3 separate regions of the Macaca mulatta genome follow, and all the other regions are linked to region 3. The links are chromatin contacts, called in public Hi-C maps. All regions are on one chromosome and are shown on one strand. The core of a region is the stretch at or near the end of the contact, and the rest is flanking DNA. Distances in the headings are between cores, read along the strand shown. Region 1 holds the start of ELAPOR2 (endosome-lysosome associated apoptosis and autophagy regulator family member 2). Region 2 holds the start of TMEM243 (transmembrane protein 243). Region 3 holds the start of DMTF1 (cyclin D binding myb like transcription factor 1).

Region 1 (3,736 bases), core at 12-2,511, 89 kb before region 3:
TAAGAGGATGCACTTTCTGGAACACTAAATGGAAAGATAAAACACCCAATACAAGTACCAGTGACACCCCCTGTAAATTTTTGGCACACTGTCTCGTTCTTCTAAAAACCAGAGAAAAATCTCATCACCCATAGCTTATCCTTTTTGACCTAAAATCAACAATAATCTCAAGCTATAAAATATATCGCGGCAACACTTCAGCCAGGTGATAAAGCACCTCCCAAAAGGAGCATATTCACTTTGTCTTTTCTAATTTTCCCCATCATCAACCTGCCTCTTCTCTACCAAATACATACTCTTTTTTTTTTCTTTTTCCAAATTCAAATCCACATTTTGTCAGAAGGATGCTAAGTGACACCACACATTGGCTTAGCAAACCCACAGGGCCTGAATCAGGAAGCTGAGGGCAGAGGAGTGCAGGGACGAAGGCGTTTGCAGAGACAGAGGAGTGGAGACAGGGGGAGGAGGAGCGGGAAATCCTCCGGTGTCTGTGTCTGGCTCTCTGGAAAAGCTGTGATGAGATGGTTCTCCAAATCCCACTGGTGGGGCTTCCCCAGTCTCCTCCCCTTCCTGAAATCTTTCCCTCGACCCCAGGTCCTCAAACCTGGCTCTCCAAAAAGGACGCCGCAAAGTCCTGCAGAGCCCCCAAAACACACGGGCGCAGACAGAAAAGCATCCCCCGAGAGACAGCGAAGTCACACATCCTCTCCGGGCCAGCTACCGGGCCGGGCAACTTCACCCCTCGAAGCAAACGAAAGCCCCTGTTCTCCAAGCAAAGGAAAAGGGGATGGCAAACAGAAATAAACAGGCACCGCTCTCAGCCTTCATCTTCCGCGCTCTCCCCCCGCCCCCGCAAACTCCAGGTAGAGGACCAGGTGCTGCTCACCTCCTGGCAAGGAGGAAGCGGGCGGCTGGAGGCGGAGGGCAGGTCCCCAGCCCAGGCCGCCTGGCAGCCGGCGAGCGCCCAGCAGCAAATCCAGGCGGGGCTCCAGGGCGGCGAGCGCCCGCGGCGGGGAGCCTCCGCCGGCCGCCCCCGGCCCCTGCCCCGTACCGGCCCCCGGGAGCGGAACAGCATCTTCGTCCCGCCGCGGTCGGCAGGCCGGCGGCAAGGCAGCCTTCCCGGGGTGCAGCGGCAGCTCCGGCTCCGGCTCCCGGGCCGCGACTGCTGTGCTCTCGGCTCGCCGCTCCCCCGCCCCCTGCCTGTCCGCCCGCTGACAGCTCCGCTGCGCTCGCGGCCCGGGCAGCCAGCGCTGGTGCTCCCGTCACGCCGGAGGGAGGGACCGCCGGGCGCGGGCGCGGCGCGGGGGCGGGACGCGGGGCGGGGACGCGGGAGCTGGGGAGCAGGTGGCGCGGACGGGGGCTGCGGCCCAGCCCGGCGGGTCCCCAGGGGATGCGAGGCGCTCGCCTCGCGCTAGAGGGCGAGAGAGGCTGGGGACCCCGTGGAGTCGGGTATCTCAGGTCCCCTTGGCCCACTGGGAGGGGCGCTCCCGGGATGAAGCTAGAGTAAATACAGGACATCAGGACATTGTTTTCTGGCGGCGGGTCTTTAAAAAGCTCCCTACTTTCCTCATTGCACACAAACACACAGATGCGCCCTGGGAACGTCCCTTGTAAGGATCTGTGCTGGCTAGCGTCAGATCCAATTTCTAGGTGATTAGGGTGTGCATGAAATGGCGGGGAAGAAAGAGGACTGAGGTGTAGAGACGTGGTGTGTGACTCAGTTTTCTCACCTATTTAATGAAAATAATACCCACCACGTAGGATTATTATGAGGATTAAGTAAGTTGAGGTACATAAAGCACTTGGAAGAGTGCCTGGCACACAGTAGGTGACATGTGTTGGTAGTAGTAGTAGCTGTAATTATTGCTGCTATTGGTGTTATTTCGTGGAGATGTGTAACATTGGGCATTAAGCCCTGTGTTTTCTGGAGGAAACAGTTTCTCCATCTGTACAATGATTGGGGTGCTCTTTTCTTCTTTCATTCAAAAACATACTGAACTAGGTGATGGGCACCAACTGGTGAACAAGATGGACACAAGGCCTTCCTCAGTGGCAGGGATCTCAAGATCCCTTCTTGATCTAAGATTCTGTAAATGGGTGAGTTATCGTGTTTTTCAAAAGAAGCATCCAAATTTCTGATTATTGAATACCTGGACAAATCCACCTGGCCCACTCATTGTAAGTTGGCCTGTGGCACATTTGTTTGTGGCACTATCTCTAATGTCCTTTTAACGAAATTTTCACATGACAGTCTCTGTATATGTGTTTGTGTGTATGTATACACACATAGATTTGTGTATCACACCTATATTCTGATTATAACAATGTATGTTCTTTGTAAACATTTTGGAAAATATTGAAAAGTATCAGGAAGAATATAAAAATAACTAGAGATCCTACCACCCAGAGAGCATTGTTAATGGTATTAACATGTTGAGGAATTTCCTTGCTTTTTTTTTTTTTTAACTCTGTGTGTACTGCAAAACTGGACTAATAATTTGTAACCTGCTTTTTTTTTTCTTAACAACATAAATATTTTCTCAAATCATTAAAGTCTCCAACAACACAACTTTAATAATTGTATAATATTTTCTACTCTTTAGATATATGTAATTTACTATTAGATATTAGACATTGAGGATTCAGTGTTATTAATAATTCTGGAAAGAATGCCCTTGGAACATAATCTGTGTGCATATCTTTAAATAATTTGTTATACCTTTCTAGAAGGGAAAACATTGGGTCACATGGTATGTGCATTTTTAAAGTTTTTGATGAATAATATACAAATTCCTTCCAAAAAATTTGTAGCAGTTGTTACCAGCAGTTCATGAGTATTTATTTCACATCACCCTAGATTATAATACTTCTGATATTTACTATTTTGGTAGAAGAGAAAAATGCTATTATTTTTTAAAATGTATTTCTATTATTAGTGACATTGAGTTATTTTTCATATATATCTACTAGCTATTTGCATTTTTCTTTCTCATGTCAGGGTGTGAGAATTTTTCACTGGCACACTTTAGCCATTTTATTGAAGTTCCATTTTTTATCGATTTGTTAGCAATCTTCATAAGCTTTGTGTATGTTTATCATATATCTTACAAATACGTTTTTGTAGTCTTTTAAATTTATTTCTGGTAGCTTTTCTGGCAGAAGATTGTCATCTTTAGGTATTCAAATGTAGCATCATTTTATTTTGTGATTTCTTCCTTTTTTATATCTAGAAGTACATGTATCTCCGCAAAATCATACAGATGCCTATGTTTTCTTATTTTGTTATATTTTGTTATTATTTCTTTTTTATATGCTTTATTATTTAATTCATGTGGAATTTTTAGGAGTCAAATTATGTTATTATTTTTGTCATCTGAGAAAGAACTAACAACATGACTATTAAATTGAAAACAGCTTCTTTCCTTATAAAAATAAAAGTCGTCCAGTCAATGCACTTGGATCAAATGACAATTGTAGATTTTCCAGAGTGGGACAATTTGCCACTTTCAATAAATAATTTTCTCATAGTTGTCCCATCCATAAAAAAGATCTGTGATTATCTGATCAATAAATTTACTCTTAAAATTAGTTTTATAAAAAAATATACTTTAATAGAAAATTCCTAATGAAATTTTTGCAAGAATGGGTTTAAATAGCTTACAATCACTAGGTAATAATCATTTTTCCACTTTATTTATGCAATGTTTACCTGAAAATTGAACTGAATTTGGTTAAA
Region 2 (3,434 bases), core at 787-3,286, 65 kb after region 3:
AGGGCTCCTGCCAAAACTAAAAAAACCGGAAGCTCTGGACTCTACATGTGCATTACCTTTCGAGAGCTGAAAGCACTTTACCAGAGGTCAAAGATCACCAATGCCACTGTTTTTTTTTTCCTTCTTTTAAGCCAGTCAAGTGAAGCAGGGAGATTGCAGAAGGAACAAAGAAATCTGTAACTGGCTATGATCAATTAGTTGTCAACACCACTGCACTGGGACCAGCCAACCAATGCCACTTTTAGGCGAAAAAATAAACCAGGCAGATCTTGCCCAAACTACTCAGAAAGTTAATGCTGACGATAGAAAAAGATCTCTCCTCAATTGTTGGCCCAGGACATCACATAATTAATCCTTTTTAAAAGGCGTTATACATTTTAAAGCCTAGAATAATGTAGCCCGTTTGGGTTCAGGGACCCTTTGATCACTTCCTGGAATGCAGGCCATCATTCAAGAACCCCTCATCTCAAGCCTCTCCCCTTTCCTTGCTTGGCTGCTTCACTGCTCAGCAATGAACCCTTAACAGTTCTATTTAAACAGGAATCATGAAGCACCCCTTCTCGGCTCTCTTAGGAAGCTTTGGGCACACACCTGAAGCCTCTGGAGGATCAGTCCTCCTGCTGCAGGTGCAGCTGTACAACCACTAAATCAACCTCCCCCCTCCGGAGGGGCTTCCGCACTCCCCAGAAGGGCTTCCAACAACCCCGAACTTTCTGAACTTTTCTCCACTCCAGCCTTCAACGCTCTTGGCCAACCACGTGTCCCAAAGCAGGCAACGACTGACTGGCCGGGCAAACATCTTGAGAGGGAAGCGGTATTGCAGAACCAGCTTCCTCCCTAACAGTGCTTTTAGGAGCAGCAGCAGGACCCAGCCAGGACTCGGCGGGAGGGCAGGCCGCAGACACACCCCCCATCCCAGTCTGGAAACACAATCCGCACTCACCTTGGCGGACGTCTCCCCAAACAGAGGTCTGTTGTCCAGGCCACTGGTGCCATAGGTCCTAGTAGCAAAGTCCTCCATTTTGGGGTTTCTTCACTTTCCCCAAGCCACTTAAAAGCAAGCCAGCATGACTTCCCGAGATCTCAAGTCCACGACAGCAAGCCTCCTCCTCACGGCTCCCGCATAGCCGAACCCGAGTGGTCAGGGAAGTGCTGGCGCCGGCGATGGGTGGGGGCTCACACGCGGAGAACGCTGCCGCTCCGCCCCGGCCCCACGCACCTCCTCATCTTGAGCAGCTGCCGCAGGAAGTGAAAGGAAACAAACACTGCGTGGCGGACTCTCGGCGGGACGCCCCCGCCCGGGCAGCTCCCACTTCCTCAAATCTCGGCCTTCGGCGCCCCCGGCTGCGGTTAGCAAAGCAAATCGCAGTCCCCTCGCCCCGGGAGTGACTCCCACGCCTCGCCCCCCATTTTTTACACAATTAATTTCCCATGTTTTCCCAATTTTCTACAGTGAACACGTATTCCTTCATGTTCGAGGGAGAAAAAGTTTTCTTGGAAGAATGCATTGAGAATCCCTTTTCTAGCCCTCTGCGCCTCGCCCGCTACGTTCCCCAGCGGCGGGAGGAGTGAAGTTGTAGGAGCACAGCCCAGCGCTCCGCACACCCCTCCCGCAGGGCGGCGGGTTCAGGTCGCTGCTCGGGCCGAGCCAAGCAACTTGGATCCCCTCTCAAGTGTTGCTTCTACCCCACGGCCGGCGTGCTCCCCGCACCTCCCGCCGCTGCTCTCCCCGCGCTCTCTGCCGGAACCGCAGCAGGAGTACGGTCAGGGCACAGAGACAGGGAGAATCTCGGCTCGGCCCTGCCCAGATTGGCCCCGCACCCGCCAAACCTCGGCATCCCCTAGGCGCTCGCACACTGGGGGGCTCTGGCCGCGCCGGAGAGAGCGGGCCCTGGGTCCACACCCCCGCCGGGATCCGGTGCCGCGGCCCGGGGACGCGGGCCAGATGCGTGGGGGAGAAATAGACCTTCCGCGCTGGCGGAGGGCGGGAGCGCGGTCCGGGCGCAGCGCTGCGGATCACCTCTAGGGTCCTTCTCGGGTCCCCCGACCCGGACCCGCGGCCTCCGTCGCAAGTCGGCCCGCCCAGGTCGCGTCACAACCGAGGCAGCCAATCCCGCGGGCCGAGGCGCCGCATTGGCTGCGGAGCTTTATTTCTAGAGGTGCCAGCTTAGTCCCCTTAGGGCGGCCAATCTCTGCAGCTGGACGTTTCTCAGCTCCTTAGCCCTTAGTAATTAGTGTCCATGCGATCCACTTGGCAAAGCACATTTTTGCAGATAACCTTGCACCTGGCTGAAAGCATCTTAAAAACAATCAACCTGCTTTAACCACCTCAGTCTTCGCTTAACAAGGACAGAATGGCAGTCACTGGTAATTTTGGTTTAGGGTTGTTTGCGTGTTTGCCTTGATTTGTTCTGTGACAGAGATCTTATGTGTTTACAGAAAGTTAGGAGGCAGTAGTGCTAGATACGTCTTTGACTTGTCCGTCATGCCGCCAGTGATGGTGCTGACTCAGCACGTTTGCAGCTGTGGAGCCAGCGCTTCGCGTACCAATCTCGTCTTCCAGGTTTTAGGATATAGACAACTGGAGGTGGACAGGTCATTAAAAGTAACAACGACACTCTGCATTTTGAATCATGTATAAATATTTGGAAACATACAACCACGCTGGATTCTCAGGGCACTATATAGCGCCTAGATTGAAGAGAGCTCTGAAAACGTTTGTGTGCAGGGAGGGTCTGGGTTGGAACGTTGTACCCACACAACATTTAGAATCCAAGTCATGATTCTAGGCGTCCACTCAACAGTTTAGGGCACGGGATGGACTACAAACGATGTAGATACATAGATCTGGAATTTGCAACACTGAGTAGAATTAGTACGGTGAATATCTGACCTACAAGTTATATATTTTACAAATCATGTTTGTTTGCTCAGGACTTCCTGATAAAACAGCAGTGCTACACAATCCTGCACCCAGTTATCTTAGAAGATTGAATGGCGGTACAAATAACTTTATTCACTCACATTTAGCCACGTTCAACAAAATACTTTTGAGAATCTGCTATGTACCGGACAACTACCAGACGTGGTGATATAGTGATGAAGACACAGGCATAGTCATAGCCTTGAAGCTAGAGTGGAAAACAGAGATGCATAATTAGAATCTAGAGAAAAGAGATACGGTGGCTAAAAGCACAAGCTTTGAGGTTGATCGTTTCTGCCTTCAAACCCTGATGCCACCATCAACAAGCTATGTGACCTTAGACAAGTTATCTAACCTCTCTTGAGCCCCTTCATATGTAAAAAGTGAAGATCATAATAATAAGTGGAACTATAGTATCTATGTTCAACATTTTTTGAAAAAAGTAATAAAGAATATATGATACCAACAAATAAATATTCAAATAGTGGCTGTCATAAATGGTGACAAGTGC
Region 3 (3,372 bases), core at 296-2,795:
GAGCGGCCGCCGAGGCACAGCAGCGATCCGGCGGGGGCGGAAAATGGCGGCGGCTTCGGAGGAGCTAAATGGCGCCGGGACCCCTGGGGGGTGGGGTGGGCCGGGAGGTTGGGTAGAGAACTGGGCCAGAGGGAGTGGAGACAGTAAAGAAGCCCTACTTGTTTTCTTGTGATGTTCTTTTTAAAATTTGTATTTTTGTTACGTTTTCGGTTTTGTTTTATGGTTCAGCGTAGGAGAGGTAGGCTTGGGTGGGGTTGAGAGAGTGGGGGCGGGTCTCGACCCAACTTCCCCTCCTTTGCTTTTTTTGTTGTTCTTTTACCTCGTTTGCGCTTTAAATTCTTCTGTAATTTTGCGGGGGTTCAGCCTTGCTCGGCGATTCACGGCCCAGACTTAGAGAATCGGGTAGCTGGCCGAACCGTCTCTGTCAGTTTGAGTCTCTTTAAAGAAGGGATGTGGGCTGGGGCGCGGGGACAGAGCCCTGGTGGAGCACGGAAAATGCGTCTGTAAAGTAGTAATTACTCTGTTGTGCCGAGTTCCGAGAAAGTTCCTAAAATTAAGTCCACTTTGTTCTCTAAAATGGACTTCGCTTTGAGAATTTCTTCAGGGAGGTATATAGAATGTTTTACCACAATCTCCAGAGCAGATTTGAGAGAAGTGGCCAAGTGCCATTCTGTGCAGTTGAATGATAGAGCATATGTCTTTATATAAAATATTCGGTCTATGAGTCAGGACTCCTCCCTTTCTCATTGAATTTGTGTAGTTGCCTTTTTCGCAACTCGATTCATCTTTGTGTACCTCTTTTTAATGTACATGGATTTGATTTTTGTACGTGTGCCTCCTTTCTGACAGGCGAGGCTGCTTGTTGGGACGTCCTACAAAAATGCATATTCTGTAGAATTATTTTTTAATATGACGTGTCTTGTGTCTTAAAGTGATGCCATTTGGAAAATTTTAAGTTATACCTGTATTTTTAATTCGTGGGAGAAAACTATAAAGCTCCAGTCCAAATACGAAAATATTATTCTACTATGTTGAAAGTATTACAAAATCTGTTTTTTTCAGTTAAGGGTTTCATATTTTTTCATTACTTCAAATTTCTTTAAGCTAGTTTTGAATTTATATTTCAAATAGCTTTCTGAGGATTACTGTCTTTTAATAATTTGAATAATTTACCATCACTTTAACATTTAGAGAATGACTATGGCGGTACACCAAAATCTTATCTTTTTGCTCTTATGGTGTACTAGAGACAAGATTTATTTGGTTAGGATTTAGAAATTGTTAAGATTTAGAGAAAAAAGATTAAAACTACCTTCCTTAACGTTACAAAAATTGTCATGCTGAGACAATCCAGTTTGGTGTGAGAATAGTTTTTTTCTTCCGTACACAAAGCACGAAAACCAGCCTGATTGTTTCTGGAAAAAAACCATTATGTTATAGGTGTGAAAAATACATTTAATGATTTATGGTGATTTTTATCTCATTTTAACTCCCAATACTTCTGTATGCCACCAAACAAGCTAATTTTTTTTCTTACTATTTTAGTTGATAGGCTCACCCCAAAATATGCTTTTTGGGACTGATTTAGCACCTGCATATTCTGCGTGAATCTCTTTAATTGGTTGCAGTTGAGCTAATGGTGGAGCCAAAATGCTATTGCCCTGTCTTCATCAACATTTAATCAGTAAGTACTGGGCATTGCATCTTTCTTAGAACTTTAAGTTCATACTTTGCAGTTATATGAATACATTATTTTATGTAAACATTTTTCTCTTGAGTGTTCAGGTTTTAGAAGTATTTTAAGGGGAAGAAATCAAAGTTTGGGGGTTATGACTTGAGCTTCGAAAACAGCATGGCTGGGAAATGTTTACTGGTAGAGAATCATATCAAAAATAGGTAGCTGTCCTCTAGTCCTTTTTTTAGAGATCTCGTTTTTCAGTGCTTTAGTTATCTCATTACACCCCAGGGGTGCTTTAAAGGTGGGGAGATAGTGTATGTATTTTATAAGGTTAGTTTGATATCATTGGTTAGTATTTAAATCACAAAATCTTGCCTTTACTTTCTCCGCAAAAATCTTACCTTTCTATTAGCCTCATTTATCTCTCCAACATCTACAGACTCTAGTTTTTATTAATGGTGTAATAAACTTACATGTCCTGAAAACAACATCTCATTATTTTAAACAGTTGCTTTTGCCATGCTTCATTAAGTGCATTGGCTTAAATTAACACCTGTGAGGATGAATGCGATAATGTGAAACAAGTGTTCCCTAAGGATTTACTGCCTGGCACATAGATGTTAAAATATTGAGAGAGCTTAGAAGTGTTTTTGAAAGTATTGACGTCTTGCATCACTTGTATTAAACACACATCTGTCTGTTGCAAAGACATCAAAAGCTTAGAAAGGAACTAAGTTTAGGGAGGGTTCATTCTACTTTTTTTAATATCATATGTAGAGACTGCATATTTAACACTGAGGTGTTATTTTGCCTTTCCAGAATGGAGTTTTCATTTTAATAGTCCATTTTTTTTCTTACCACCATATTTTTCACATATGAAAGGATTTCCTGGGAATTGATATACTTTTAAATGCTTTGCAATTTCAGGTCCTTTATGTCTCCAAATGATAAGATGACCCGAGAAAGTGGTAAACTAAATGATTTTTATTAATTTCAAAATAGTAAAGATAAAATACAGATAGTTACCAAATGTATGTGGCATTTGTTTGCTTTCGTGTCATTTCTCCCTTTATCTTGATGGTGCTTTCATTTTGTGAAGAAAATTCCTGTAATAGAAATCACAAATAGATTTTGTGTTTGCTCTGATTCTATAAAGGTAGATAAGTTTAAATAAAAGGAGGAACGTGGTTATCATGTCTTCCCCCGCCCCAATTTTGTAGAAAGATAATCCATTCCATGACTGAATACTAGAAATAAGTTGTCAGGGAAAAGCACACTGGGGAATTCATTATGAACAATTTAATTTTCTACCGTTTCATTTATTTAAATGTCATTTTGATTATGTACACTGTTAGGTCATTTTTCCAATCACCAGTGGTCAAAGCTGATTCATTCACTTCCCATCAGGTGTTATGTATCAGAAATGCTCATTAGGTTTATTTTACTGCCTGTGTATATTTTAGTATCTGATGAGTAAATGTGCTTTAAAAATTAACTTGAAAAAAAAAATTCACTGTAAATCACAGGCGTCTGGTGATACTGTATATTTCCATTTAAAGAGCTTCTGATGGTGCCTTGTATAAAAGTACTCAGTTTTGAATAGATGAAATCTTTCAAGTGTACCAAATAACACATTATAAGCTCCTGAACCATACATGAAGTGAAAAATAACATTTTAATAAGCAATATAGTTT

What was found. A called contact is a pair of places that touch in the nucleus more often than the background predicts.
Region 1: a Hi-C map of fetal cortex germinal zone shows a contact between it and region 3, with 2.4 times the contacts expected there. The contact joins the promoter of ELAPOR2 here to the promoter of DMTF1 in region 3. A contact is called at or near these places in 2 of 14 Hi-C or Micro-C datasets (cortical neurons and fetal cortex germinal zone).
Region 2: a contact with region 3 is called in a Hi-C map of cortical neurons, with 4 times the contacts expected there. The contact joins the promoter of TMEM243 here to the promoter of DMTF1 in region 3. A contact is called at or near these places in 3 of 14 Hi-C or Micro-C datasets (CD4 T cells, cortical neurons and liver).

Annotation. Positions count from the first base shown.
Region 1 is chr3:132,339,104-132,342,839 of T2T-MMU8v2.0, reverse strand. ELAPOR2 (endosome-lysosome associated apoptosis and autophagy regulator family member 2) reads right to left here and starts at 1,261. Exons shown (of 22, transcript NM_001194030.3): 1 at 887-1,261. The coding sequence starts at 1,075.
Region 2 is chr3:132,185,913-132,189,346 of T2T-MMU8v2.0, reverse strand. It overlaps TMEM243 (transmembrane protein 243), which reads right to left and starts at 2,036. Exons shown (of 5, transcript NM_001194372.2): 1 at 1,831-2,036; 2 at 944-1,236. The coding sequence starts at 1,021.
Region 3 is chr3:132,250,487-132,253,858 of T2T-MMU8v2.0, reverse strand. DMTF1 (cyclin D binding myb like transcription factor 1) reads left to right here and starts at 1,545. Exons shown (of 18, transcript NM_001266901.1): 1 at 1,545-1,684. LOC114677126 reads right to left here. Exons shown (of 3, transcript XM_028846573.2): 2 at 1-64.